Linked DNA regions of Mus musculus: region 1 is linked to region 2. The links are chromatin contacts, called in public Hi-C maps. All regions are on one chromosome and are shown on one strand. The core of a region is the stretch at or near the end of the contact, and the rest is flanking DNA. Distances in the headings are between cores, read along the strand shown. Region 1 overlaps Cacna1a (calcium channel, voltage-dependent, P/Q type, alpha 1A subunit). Region 2 has its middle 17 kb from the start of Gm23626.

Region 1 (6,351 bases), core at 2,998-5,497, 96 kb after region 2:
TCCCTGCACTTGAGAGGCTATGGTCAGAACATCATGAGTTCAAAGTCAGCCTAGGTTACATTGCAACACCCTGCCTCAAAAACAAACAAAAATCCAAATAAACCCTCTCTCTGATTTTTTTTTAAAAGTTTATTTACTTACTTTTACATCTTGACCGAAGTTTCCCCTCCCTCTTCTCTTCCCAGTTCCTCCCCACTCCTATCTTTACCACACACACCCCGATCTACTTCTGCTCCATTTCTCTTTAGAAAAGAACAGGTCTCCTATGGACATCAAACAGCCGTGATATATCAAATTGCAATAATATTAGGCACCTCCCCTCCTATTAAGGCTGGAAGAGGCAGCCTAGTAGGAGGAAAGGGTCCCAAGAACAGGCAAAATAGTCAGAGACAGCCCCTGCTCCCACTATTAGGAGTCCCACAAGAAGACCAAGCCACACAGCTGTAACGTATGTGCAGAGGACCTAGTCAGACCCATGCAGGCTCCCTGGTTGGTGCTCCAGTCTCTGTGAGCCCCTGTGAGTCCAGATTTGTTGATCCTCTGGCTTATCTTGACTCCCTCTGATTTTTAAACATAGGCAAAATGATGCTTCGAAGCATGGCAAGCAATGGCTATGCCAGAGGACTCAGTTAGCATCTGTGAGGTGTCATTCTTTCCCAAGCACTGCACAAAGGAGGGAGGGAGGGAGGGAGGGAGGGAGGGAGGGAGGGAGGGAGGGAGGGAGGGAGGGAGGGAGGGAGGGAGGGAAGAGATGCGGGATGTCTCACAATGGGTCTAACTTACTAAAGTGTAGTGACCAAGCTGGTGACCAGGCTTGGGTCATGGCTCAGTGTTACCTCACTTACTGTGTCGGATCATAGGTTCCATCCTCGCTGTAAAACTAAAAAAAAAAAAAAAAATTTGAGTGAATTTAAGTTGTGGACTATGGCATGGTGTGCCCTGAGCCCCACTCTCCTGCCTCTCTTGTGACCTTGACCAATTTTTTAAAAATCTGTTTGAACCCTGATTTCATCCAAAAAGTGGGGTTAAGATCAGAACTCATCTTGCAGGGTGGTGGCAAGGGACCCCAGGGGCACATCCCTGGCTACACTGCCTAGTGCAGTGTCCTGTCAACAGCTGCTGTGGTGGTTGTGCTTTGGATGGGCCTGGGCATCTGCCAGTGCTTCACTCCGTGGTGGTGGTGGTATATGTGCTTATTGTACCATGTACAGGGTTGCAGACACCCAGGGGTCAAAGGCCCTTTGCTCTTCTACTGGAAGAAGAAAGTAGCGGAGGCTGGATATCATGCCATTCCTGTGAGAACTGGTCTTCAGATAGAGCTGACTCATTCTGTGTATTCCCTCAGCATATGCTCCTTATAACCCCCTTCCAGGGACAGGGTTACCTGAGACATCAGACCTCCTTTGAGGCTGGAGCTGAGGTGGAAGGAAGACATCATGGGAACAAACTGGAAGAATAGGGCCTGCTGCTAAGGGCTGGGCACCCACTGGAGTGTCCACTTTGGGAAGTGGTTTTTCTTTGGTGGACTGATTCCCAAAAGACAAAGCCCTGAGAGTTCACACAGCCTGCCTTTCCCCTAAGCAGTTCCTCAGTCCTTTTTCAGAGCCTCCTACCAGGATGCTCTGTGGGCCCTACTGGACCTTTTGAGGAAGCTGAGCACTCGCCTGCAGGGTTGTGTGCTCCCTAGACTTCTGGAGTCTGTGGGGGTGGCAGCTTGGCTTCCCAGCCAACTGCCTTCTCTTCTCCCCACTCCTCACCCTCCTGCCTCCCCCTGGCCTCTTCACTGCCGAGGACTCTAGACATGCTGGCATAATGATTTTCTCTCCAGAGTACCCAGGAAGCAGTGTGGCTAACACGGGCATTGCTCAGCACAGCTGTGAGCGGGGTCCCACAGATCAGGCCCAGGGAGTTGGGCTGCGGAGGCTCCTCTTGCACCCTGTTCCCAGCACAACCTTCCATCTCTGCCTCAGGCTCTTCCCCTCTTCTCATGGCAGGAACTCAGAAGCCATCTTTAATCTTGGTACTCGGTGACTATGATTTCAAAGGGTTTTAAAACTGCTTTTTAGATTTTTAAATTTTTTATGTGTATGAGTATTTTGCTTGAATGTATGTGTGGGTGCCATCTGCATGTCTGGTGCCTTTGGAATTCAGAAGAGAAGGTCAAATCCCCTGGAACTGGAGCTGTAGATGGTTGTGAGCTACCATGTGGGTGTTGGGAATTGAACCTGGAGCAAGAGCAGCAAGTGCTGCCAATCACTGACCTACCTCTCCAGCTCCATAGAAGGCTTAAGAAAATGTGTGTTTGCCTCTGTGAGTGTTCATGCGAGTGGAGGCCAGACAACACCCTTGGGGTCATTGTTAGAAACACTGTCCACCTCCTTTTAGACAGGGTCTCTTTCTAACTTGGGGATCACCAATTCAATCAGACTAGCTATGGAGGAGCCCCAGGAATCCACCTATCCCTGTCTTCTCAGCACTGAGATTATAGGTCTGGCTTCTCACATGGGTTCCAGTCATCGAACTCAGGTCCCCATGCTTGTAGAGCAAGTGCTTTAACCAGCGTCATCTCCTCTGGTCCCAGACTGTACACTTAGCATGTCCCCAGTGGATCGGTTTAAAGGGAAGGGGAAGGGGAAGGGGAGGAGCGGGTGCCAAAAGAAGTTGTCTGGCCTCCACTCACATGAACACTCACAGAGGCAAACACACATTTTCTTAAGCCTTCTATGGAGCTGGAGAGGTAGGTCAGTGATTGGCAGCACTTGCTGCTCTTGCTCCAGGTTCAATTCCCAACAACTCCTAGGTCTCCTCCTCCCTCCCTCTGATGAAATACTCGGTGTCTAGCCAAGGCTTTCATAGGGGAGCCGGACAAACCCATGAACAAAGGAGACCAGAGCAAACCCCTGCCTGTGTCATGCCTGTGTCACAGGGGAGACAATGGACAAGAGGATGACAGAAACCATAGCACTGTCTTAAATACAGTGTGTGGGGAAATTAAGCAGAGACAGAATTGAAGGAAGTAACCCTTGAGAGGAACCAAGGGAGGGAGTCCTGTTGGTATCTGCAAAAAGCATCTCGGGAGTATGAACAGCACATGCAGAGGTCCTTAGCTCAGACACGCCTGGGATGCTTGAAAGCTCTGGGGACATCATGGGAAGCAAAGCAAGAGAGAGAGAGAGAGAGAGAGAGAGAGAGAGAGAGAGAGAGAGAGAGAGCACAGTGGTGGCTCCCGGACCACCATGGAGAGGTCCCCAGCTTTTCTTCTAAATGAGATGAGGCCTATTAAGTTCTCGCACACATTATAACCTGCAGTCTTCTGCTTGCCTGCCCCCCATCCCAACAGTACTCCTGCTTCATTAAGGTGTGGGGTTTCTTCTCAGCTCCCTGACCTGAGTGGGGGAATCTAGGACTCTTGAAATCATCGGGACTCTTGAATGTGGAGGTACAAACTGGGAAGAAAATGAGGAGCCCTCCTCCTGAGAAGACTCAGAGCTCCGAGCCCCTGGTTCCACCCACCCTGAAGTGGAGCAGAGGCTTTCTGAACTGTGTCTGCACATAGCCCCAGAAGCTCCAGAGACGACTCCTTCTGACTCAGCAGGTGGATGCAGGGCTCAGACTGCATCCTTAAAGGGCCATGATGCTTTGTGTGACCAGAGCGTGGGGCATGCTAGCACTGACTCTCATGCTTAGGGCCTGCGAAGTGACAATCGGAAGCGCATGCATCTGGGTTTGACAAAAAGAAAATGAAATCGAGTGTCAGGATCTGAGCTGGGGGTGTGGGTCTGTCATTCTGAGAACTCAGGAGGCTGAGGCAGGAGAATTGTAGTTGTAAGGCTTCCCTGAGCTGCAGTGTGACTCAGAGGCCAGCCTGGGTGACTGCGTGAGATCCTGTCTTGAAATAAAAACTAGAAAGAGGGCTGAGGATGTGACTCAGAGGTAGAGCTCTTGCTTAGCATGCATGAGGCACGGGGTTCCATCCCCAGCGCTTTGAAAACTGACAGATAAATGCAGTGAAGTTTCAAAGAAGGAGTGGGAGTCTCGCTGACCCTCTGCCTGCCTGCTAGGAAGGACTGGGGTCTTGCTGACTCTCTGCCTGCCTGCTAGGAAGGACTGGGGTCTCACTGACCCTCTGCCTGCATGCCAGGGCTTCCTTTCAGACCTGGGGAATTCTGGGTTCTGAAGCCTAGGCAATAGGAACCTTGCTGACACAGCAGTACCTAAACGTGGTGCCAGCTGCTGCTAAGGCACTTCCATGGCAGCCATCTGGGGACAGGAAGCCAAGGAATGCCAGCAGGAGATGGTGGCTCTGAGAAGAAGCAGCCACTCAGGCTGGGCGGGCTGGCTGTGTGAGGATGTGAGTCTCATTCAAATCGCCAGCAAGGGCTTGGCCTCCCTTTCTCTGTGTGCAAATATCAGCTCTTGTTTTCCAAGCTGCAGGGTGAGACAGAGGGGAGTCTGCAGCGCTTTGTTCTGGGGCTAGTCACGGGCACTGAGAGGCAAGAAGCCAGTCACTGATGGGCTCTGAGAAGGTTTTGTTATCTTCCTAAATTGCTGTTTGCAGCTGTGCAGTGAAGCTGAAGCAAAACACAGGAAGGGCCTGGCTTTCCCAAGTCACTTCCTCCTACGTTCACTCTCTCTGCCTTCCCACCTGGAAAATGGGTCCAGGCTTAGCTCCTTCCAACCCTCTAAGGGGTAGACTGATAGCACTTCCAGAATACAGTGGCCTGTGATCCCATCATTTGGGAGGCTGAGGCAGGAGGCTCCTGAGTTTGAGGCTACATGTTAAGCCCCCGCCTCAAACAAAACAAAACAAAACAAAAAATCAAGACAAAACAACAACAAAAGTACGATCAAGATCAAAGGGCACTGAGCCAGTTAACTTTTCAAAGGGAAACTTTTCAAAGGCATTCCATACAGTCACAGTGTCTTGCAACTGTGTATCTAGTTCCTACACAGGAAGGCAGTTCTCCCCATGTGGAATGGGAGGGCACACTGCCTCTGGGGACACGCAGTGTTGCCTTTGGTTTTAGAACCACACATGCTACTCCATATCCCACAGTGCCCAGGACAGCACCAACTCAGGCACTGTGTCAGGCTGGGAACCCACTGTCCCTGTACTCAGAGTGCTGTGACTGCATGGCTAACATCACCTGTTCCCTCTTGCCTTCCAGCTCCAAGGTTTCTAGCTCCATTCACAACGCGACGGACTAGGGTTGCCTCTGAGAGACTGAGCCAGAGAACAGGGTGTGATTTTGCTGTGAACTAGTCTGTGTGTCAAGCCCTCATGTAGGAGCAGCATGTGTCCTCCCAAGTGCTGAGGCCCCATGCGGCCCAGCAGACAGTTCCTGGGGTGAAGGAGAGAGACTGAGGAGACAGATACTGTCAGATCACCTCCTGAGATGCCTGCTCTAAAGCCACCACTAGGTTAAAAAGATTTATTCTAGTTATGAGGCTCAGCCTTTTATACTTTTCATCTCTGGCCGGTTGGATTCGTGGATGCTAGCATAAGCATGCCCTCCACACCATCTAGTGTGCTCTGGGTGCTGAGTTCACCATCTACTGCATCTAGTTCACCATCTAGTGTGCTCTGGGTGCTGAGCTCATTTCGCTTACTGGCTTCTCTGTGAGTCCAGAAACTTTGCTGTCTTCTGCCCTTGGCTCTGTCTGCAGTAGTGGGGAATGCGGGGAATGCTGGGGTGTCTCTCAGCCAATGCAGAGCTCCTGCATTTGTAGTCATGGCTCTGCAGGGGTGGAAAGAATGCAAGGAATGAGTGAAGGCTGGGGCTTGGCATGCTGTGGCCACTGTGCTGTGTGCACAAGATTGGGCCTGTAAACACCATGCCATGGAAGAAAGAGGGGTCACAAGGCTTTGTCCTTCTATGAGGACAAAGTGTGGCAAGTGTGGCAACATCTTTCTCCAGGGGTGTTGTCACTGATGAAGTACCTGTGCTTCTGTGGGCAACCTTAAACTCACTGAGGAAGGGAGGGAGGGAGGCAGAAAGGGAGGGAAAAGAAATCAGAAGAAGGACAAGGGGACTGGGTTAGAAAGGGACACAGAGAGGAGGAGACAAGAAAGGGGAAGGGGCTTGAATATGACCCACACGTGTAGCTAGTACATGCTAATAGAAACTTTTTAAAAAAGTCATTGGTGTAGGCCTGCGAGAGGTAGGGGTGTCCTCCAGCCCGAAAGGGAGGTGACTGTGTGTATGAATGGGGTAGAGATGGGAAAGACTGAGGGACAAGGGGGTGGGCTGGAGATGTTGGGCTGAGTTGCTGGGAGAGGACAGAGTGCTGATCACAAAGCCATTGGAGGTCTGCTCCTTAACCCTCACACTCCCTTCGAGTACATGATCC
Region 2 (6,821 bases), core at 2,539-5,038:
AACTGCCTTTATAAACTTCAGTCCATCTCTAACGCACACGACCTGATCTCTTTGGGGGGTGGGGATGTGGGTGATGCTCTGTGCTATGTTTGATCATCAGCTCTGTTTTTATGATGGAGAAGTACACAGAGCACACAGCTGAACAAGCAGTGGCTTCAGAAACATCAAAATCCAGACCCAGATCTGGAAGTGGGTCCCTTATACAGCACTGGCCACTGGCCCTTGAGGCTATTGATCTAGGAGCTCCTAGGAATGGAGTCTCTGAGTAGCCATCGCTCTGACTAGATCGTCTGTGCTGTGGAGTAACCATATCAGGACGTCCTTACTGGCTCTCCCCTCCCCTCTTCCCCTCCTCTCCTTTCCCCTTTCTTCTGCCTCCCAAGTGCTGGGATTGCAGGTGTGTGCTACCAGGCTGGGCTAAAGTTCCCTTCCTTTGTGTGTGGATTTGTCTGCCTCGTGTGTGTGTGTGTGTGTGTGTGTGTGTGTGTGTGTGTGTGTGAAGGTGAACCTCAGGTGTTCTTGTCTGATCAGGAATTTGCCAAGGCTGGTCAGGCAGGGAGCCTCAGGGAGCCCATGACCTCCCAGTGCTGGGATTTCAGGTGTGCACCACTATGCCTGGTCCTCATGTCCGAGAATTGACCACTGAACCATCCTCCCAGTCCATCTTTCTCTTTTAAGGCTGAGTAATATTCCTTTGTATCTCTAGACTGTTGCACCTCTTACCTGCCCACCTAGCAATGGGACTCATGCTGGCTCCCTTCTGTGTATGAAGCCACACTAAGCATGGGTATACAAGTGTCCCCTCGGACACCCCCTTCAGTTCTTTGGAGATTATATTCTAAGTCAGAATTGCTGGAATTTCAGGTTTCACTAAACTTTTCTGTTGTTTAAAGCCCTCTCTGCTCTCCGTTTCCCTTGCTCTTCCCCCGGCATGGTAAGCCCACTCCTGCCATCCCAGCAGCTGGGAAGTGGAGGCAGGAGGATCAGAGATTCAAGATCATCTTCAACTACATAGAAAATTTCAGGCCAGCCTGGTCTGCAGAGCAAAATCCTGTTTTAAAGAAAAACCAAACAAAACCCCCCAAAGACCGGTGCTGTGTCTTGGTGAAGCACTGGCCCAGCTTGTACTAGGTCCTGTGTTCTACCCCAGCACCACAGAAACCCAGGTGTGGTGGGTGATGCAGATCTGTAAGTCCAGCATTGGAGATGCAGAGGTAGGAGTTCTTGGCTACATAGAAAACTGAAGGTCAGCTTGGGCTATGAAATTTTGTCTCAAAAAACAACCCCTCCTCCAACTGAACAAAACCAAACCTCTCTCTAAAAACATAAAGAGATAAAGGGGTTGTTGAGGCAGGCTAAGGGTTTGCTCAGTGGTCATGAACTCTTCCCAATCATAAGGACTGGGGTTCAGATCGCAGCACTCCCCTCAGGTGGCTCACAAATGCCTGTGACTCCAGCTCCAAGGGATCTGGTCTCCAAGGGTATCAGTGAGCACACACACACACACACACACACACACACACACACACACACACACACACACACACACTCACTCACACACTCAAATCCTTTGTAAAATAAAGGAAGGAAAGAAGGAAGGGAGTGAGGAAGAGAGAAAGAAAGAGGGAAGAGAAAGAGAGGGGAGAGGAAGGAGAGGAGTGAGGAGAGAGGAGAAAGAGACCCCCAGTGGGTCCTACAGTGTGTGCCTGGGTTATCTGAGCTGCTTCTGTGGTCCTGTGGCTGAAACTCCCCACCTGGAGTTTCACCTTGGAGCTAAGGAGCAAGGTTAGCCACCTGGGCAATGACTGAGATCCTCCATCATCAGTTCTGGCTACCCTTTGTTGACAAGCAAATTAGATCAGTACTGTTTGGTGTCTCTTAGGATGAGTGGAGTCTCTCCTTCCCTCCTTTTGAGACAGGGTGTCAGTCTACAGCCCAGGCTGGTCTGGCACTGAGTGACCCTCCTGCTTGGTACCCAGTGCTGGGACTGCAGATGTGCCCCCAACGCCTGATTCTGTCTAGTTTTCCCACCACCCTTTGACAGCCTCACTGTGTAGCCCAGGCAGGTCTTAGATCCTCTTACCTCAGCCCCTGGAATGCTGGCATTATATACACAGCCCACCACACTCCACCAGCTCAATAATTTCTTACTCTTACAGGAAACTATAGAAGAAATAGAATCTTGAAACCATATCTGTAAGCTCTTCAAGGATATAGGAATTAATTCTTTTAACGTTTAAAAGTATTTATTTTATATGCATGTCTGTGTGCCATGCTTATTCAAACCCCAGAAGTTCCCAGCAACCACAATGGCAGCTCATAACCATCTGTGACTTTAGCCCCAGGTCCTCTGGAAGAACAACCAGTGGTCCTAATCACTGAGCCATCTTTCCAGATCTCTCTCTCCCCCGCCCCCACTTTTTTCTTAAACTTGCATGGATGGGCTGGGGATAGGAGTGGTGGGGTGCTGGCCTAGCATCCTTGCAGCCTGAGGCTCCATCCCCAGACCCTCCAGAAAGCTCCACTGTTGCTGACTCACTCTCTGTCTAGTGAAGCCTGTGATGGCCACCAGATCCACATGTGCATGGGAGCCTGAATCCACCTGAGCTCACTGAGAAATGAGGGAGAAGCCGGTGAGCTATGATAACTATCACTTTAGACATACCGCAGGGAGCGAATAGCTGAAATCCTTTCTTTTAGCTGTTTTCAGGTGATGTTATTACTAACCTGTGCTGCAGACTCACAGCTTCCAAGGCTGCAGTCCATGCTCACCAGCTTCAGTTTCTGGGCTGTATTTGTGATGAGGCACGTCATGGTGTGTTGCATATGGTGAGGCAGAACTCACTGAGAGGTATTCTGGGAGGAGAGAGGGATCGGGGTTCTAAATCCCTGTTGGGGGTCAATCCCCTGTGACTTCAGTTTCTTCACTAGACCCCACCCCTCACTGGTCCCATCCATCACTCCCGAACACCAGCACGGGCTTCAGCATGTAGCCTTCGGGGCTCATCTCAGCAGTCCAGACTTTAGGAGTTTTATGAGTACTTACCTGGACATTCACGGTCAGTGTGTGGAGATGCATATGACTGCAGATATGTGTATGTTTGCATGCAGGTGTGTGCTGAGCCAGAGGACAACCTTGGTGACCTTCCCCAGGTGCCCAAGGAGGTCACCAGCAGACCTTGCGGTGAGCTCTGCCTCACTTCCCAGAGGGGGGCTTTTTAAAATTTAAGTCTGAGAGACTTAAATTAAAGATTTATTAAATTAAATTAAAGATTTATTTATTTTATTTATATGAGAACACTGTGGCTGTCTTCAGACACTCCAGAAGAGGCATCAGATCCCATTACAGATGGTTGTGAGCCACCACGTGGTTGCTGGGAATTGAACTCAGGACCTCCGGAAGAGCAGTTAGTGTTCTCAACCGCCAGAGCCTTCTCTCCAGCCCGCAGGGAGCGCTCTTAACTATGAGCCTTGTTGGTTTAGCCCCAGCACACACTGCCTGCCACTGCTGGAATTTTACATTGGTTCTCAGGTCCTAAGCTTGTGTAACAAGCGCTTTACTGTGTGAGCTGTCTCCTCAGCATCATCCCCCTTAGTGTTTTTATGAGACACCATTTCCTTACTCCCGGGAACATTTGGCGATAATTTTACCTCAAACAGCGGAACTGTGTGTGTTTGTCTGGCTCCCCGTGTTGAAAAATGCATCCTTTAGAACCTTTTAGGAACTGCGTTTGCGGACCAGTGGTTTAGAACCGCCGGGTTCCCGCTTGAAGGTTCTGTGGCAGACCACCAGGAGGCGCTGTGGTCCACGAGCTGAGCAGGTACCAGGCCTCAGAAGCCGAAAACGCAGATCCCAGGTTGTGTCTCCTGGCCTTTCGCTTCCCAGCTTTAGGGAGCAGTGTTCTGAGACACTGGTCGCAGAGCCCTCAAGACGTCATTTCTCACCATACCAGTCCTCACACAAACCAGTTCTTTTTAAATGCGAAATGAATCTGGTAAAGATCAGTTGCAGGCAGGCTAGCTGGGCTTTATGCACAAGTTTGGAGACCTGAATTCAATTCCTGGAACCTGTGTAAATGTGCCAGGAGCGACACGGTTCCACATTACCGTCTGAACCCTCTCTGCATGCTGTGGCTCAGGTGTGAGAGCACTCACATACACAATAATAATAAAGGAAAAACTTCCAAGATCAATTGCAAGGGATTGTGGCTGTCTTAGTGGCTGGACTCTCGCCTGGCATGTGGACAGAGTTTGAATCCCAGGTCTATCAGGGTCTACGCGGCTGACCCTGAGAGCGGAAAACCTCGTCCTCTCTATGGTCTGGTTTCCTTGTCTGTAAAGTTGAGACAGCGATAGCATCCAGCTCTGGGTGGCAAACATTTCCTTTTGTTCGTGGGTCTATACATGTTTGTGCGTGCAGGCGTGTATACACACGTGAGCATGCATGTGGAGGTCAGAGGTCAATCACAAGCATAATTTCTCAGGAGACCTCCACTCTGGTTTTGTTTTGTTTTGTTTTGTTTTGTTTTGTTTTGTTTTGTTTTAGTTTTTAAAGAAAGGTCTCTCTCTGTAACCCTGGCTGTGCTGTTCACTATGTACACCCGGCCGACCTGAACTCACAGAAATCTACCTGCCTCTGCCTCCTGAGTGTTGAGATTAAAGACATGTGCCATTTATGCCTGGCTTCCACTCTGGTTTTTAACACAAGTCTCTCATTGGGTCCTGGGGCTCATCATTAGGCTAGCTGTCTGCTCTGCAGCCCCAGCAACCCTGGGATCCTCCGGTCTCCCCTCCCCCTCCCCCTCCCCATGCTAGGGATACAAGGCTGCAAGATGTCTGGCTTTTTCCATGGGTCCTGGGGATGAAGCTCAGGTCCTCATGCTCAGAAGGCTTTCCGCACTGATTCTTCTCTGCAGCCTCAGGCGGCAGCTTCTCTACAGTGTGGGCTCAAAGACACTTGGCGTACATTCTCTGTACCAGGCAGAAGGGACAAATGGTCTCAGGGCCTCGTCTCCATAAGGAAAAGAAAAGAGATGAAACCTGGCTTTTAGACAGGACCTGCTTAGGAATCAGAACGCTTTCTTTCTATTCTTTCTTTCTTTTTTTTTTTAAGGGAAGGAAGGTTGAACAATTCTAGCCTAGTTGATATTAAAAAGAAATAGGTCTGGTCCCAGGGCGCTGCTTCTCCAGTGCAGCTGGCTGGCTTGCAGGGCAGAGAGACCCTCTTTTTGTCCTTTGAATAGTGGCCTTGGCTTCAAGCCACAAAGGAAGGTCTACAGAGGCTCTGGGGTGTCCCTCCCCCCCCCCCAGTGCCTGGCAGGCTCTCCATGCTCTATGCTGGCTCCTAAGTGTCTTGCAAGCACATGTCCCTGAAGTCTCCCTCCTGGCATAGGACTTTTGATGTAGGATTCACTTGTGCCTTAGGTCTCAAGTCTATAACAGTGCTGATCCATCCTTCCTCTTTGTGGGGTCCATGAGCTTACGCTGGCCCGTCTCTCCCTGGCTTTCACCACCAGCACAGGACGATTCTGAGCTTACAACGCCTATCACTTAGGTTTTGAGGCAGGGTCTCTGACTGACCTAGAACTTGTTCATGAGGCTGGGCTGGCTGGTTGGTGACCCCAAGGGCTCTGCCTGTCTCCACAGCCCCAGTGCTGAGATTACACACTTGTGCCACCCTGCCTAGCTTTTATAATCATCATTGTTATTATTTTTATTATTACATTTATATTTTTTGTGTTTATGAGGTTGCATATCAGGGTACACATGTGGAGGTTGGGGGACTTTTTGAAGTCATTCTCTCCTTCCATCACGCAGATCCTGGGGTTCAAACTCAGACCCTCAGTTTTGGTAGGCGACTCCTTTATCCGTTGAGCCACCTTGCTAGACCTGACCTGCCTATATATACATGTATGTATGTATGTATGTATGTATGTATGTATGTATGTATGTGAGACTTTTGCCTACATGTGTGTATTTGTACTGAATGCATGCCTGATTTTTGCAGAGGTCAGAAGAGGGCACCAGAAACCCTGGAAAATGGTGTTACTGACGGTTATGAGCCTCTGTGTGGACCTGGGAACTGAACCTGGGTCCTCTGCAAGAGTAGCAAATACTTATAACCTCTGAGCCATTTCTCAAGTTCTTTCATTCCCTTCTAATGTGTATATGTGTATTCCTGTGCATGGATTTGTGCACAAGAATGAGTCCCCAAATAGGCCAGGATAGGTCACTGGATTTCTGGAACTGGAGTTAGATATGCTATGAGCCACACCCTGCATGAGTTTTGGGAACCAAACTCAACATCCTTAGTGTTCGAGCCACTTCTCCAGCTCTGTTGCTTTGTGCTGCTGCCTCTTCCTCCTTCCCCTCCCCTCCTCTTCCTCCTCTTCCTCCTCTTCCTCTTCTTCCTTCTCTTCTTCTTCCTCTTCCTCCTCCTCCTCCTCCTCCTTTTTAAATGTATGTTCTGAATCTCAGACTCATGTCTTCATAAGAATTTTGGCATCTGTGCCCTTTCCCCAGCCGAGGTCACACTTCTGTGTACTTTAACCCATATTCAGTGCCTTACCCTCTCCCACTTATGCTCATCTGAGGCTCTCTCTAGCTCTTCATTTGCAGTTTGGATGTCACAAATCCACTTTGGGGTGAAAACACAGTTCAACACAAACAGATCAAAAGCAAAGCATGCCCAGAGCTTCCTGGGAGCAGAGTAATCCTGGTCTGATTCCAGTATGGATTCTCATTCCTTGAGGTCCAGTGGCTTCCCGTGAGGAAGCACAGTCTAGATGATTGTTCAGATACCGAGATGGTCGCATCCCAGC

Evidence for each region. Hi-C and Micro-C count contacts between places; a contact is called where the count stands out from the background.
Region 1: a Hi-C map of bone marrow-derived macrophages shows a contact between it and region 2, with 57 read pairs. The contact joins two enhancer-like sites. A contact is called at or near these places in 5 of 39 promoter capture datasets (cranial neural crest, embryonic stem cells, stem cell-derived epiblast-like cells and 1 more), 5 of 15 datasets of contacts at CTCF or cohesin (the NIH/3T3 cell line, embryonic stem cells, large pre-B cells and 1 more), 20 of 484 Hi-C or Micro-C datasets (the G1E-ER4 cell line, Sertoli cells, bone marrow-derived macrophages and 7 more) and 2 of 115 datasets of contacts at active chromatin or transcription factors (embryonic stem cells and stem cell-derived neural progenitor cells).

What each region holds. Positions count from the first base shown.
Region 1 is chr8:84,455,159-84,461,509 of GRCm38.p6, forward strand. Cacna1a (calcium channel, voltage-dependent, P/Q type, alpha 1A subunit) reads left to right here. Exons shown (of 47, transcript NM_007578.3): 2 at 6,332-6,351. Among named protein-coding and RNA genes, the nearest start is that of Cacna1a, 43 kb to the left of the region's middle. Within about 2 kb of position 4,248, at least 74 of the 459 cell types and tissues checked have an H3K27ac peak or open chromatin away from gene starts, as enhancers often do. A contact at or near this core is called in bone marrow-derived macrophages, where this site is marked.
Region 2 is chr8:84,360,118-84,366,938 of GRCm38.p6, forward strand. It overlaps a transcript of Cacna1a not described here. Among named protein-coding and RNA genes, the nearest start is that of Gm23626, 17 kb to the right of the region's middle. Within about 2 kb of position 3,789, at least 8 of the 459 cell types and tissues checked have an H3K27ac peak or open chromatin away from gene starts, as enhancers often do. A contact at or near this core is called in bone marrow-derived macrophages, where this site is marked.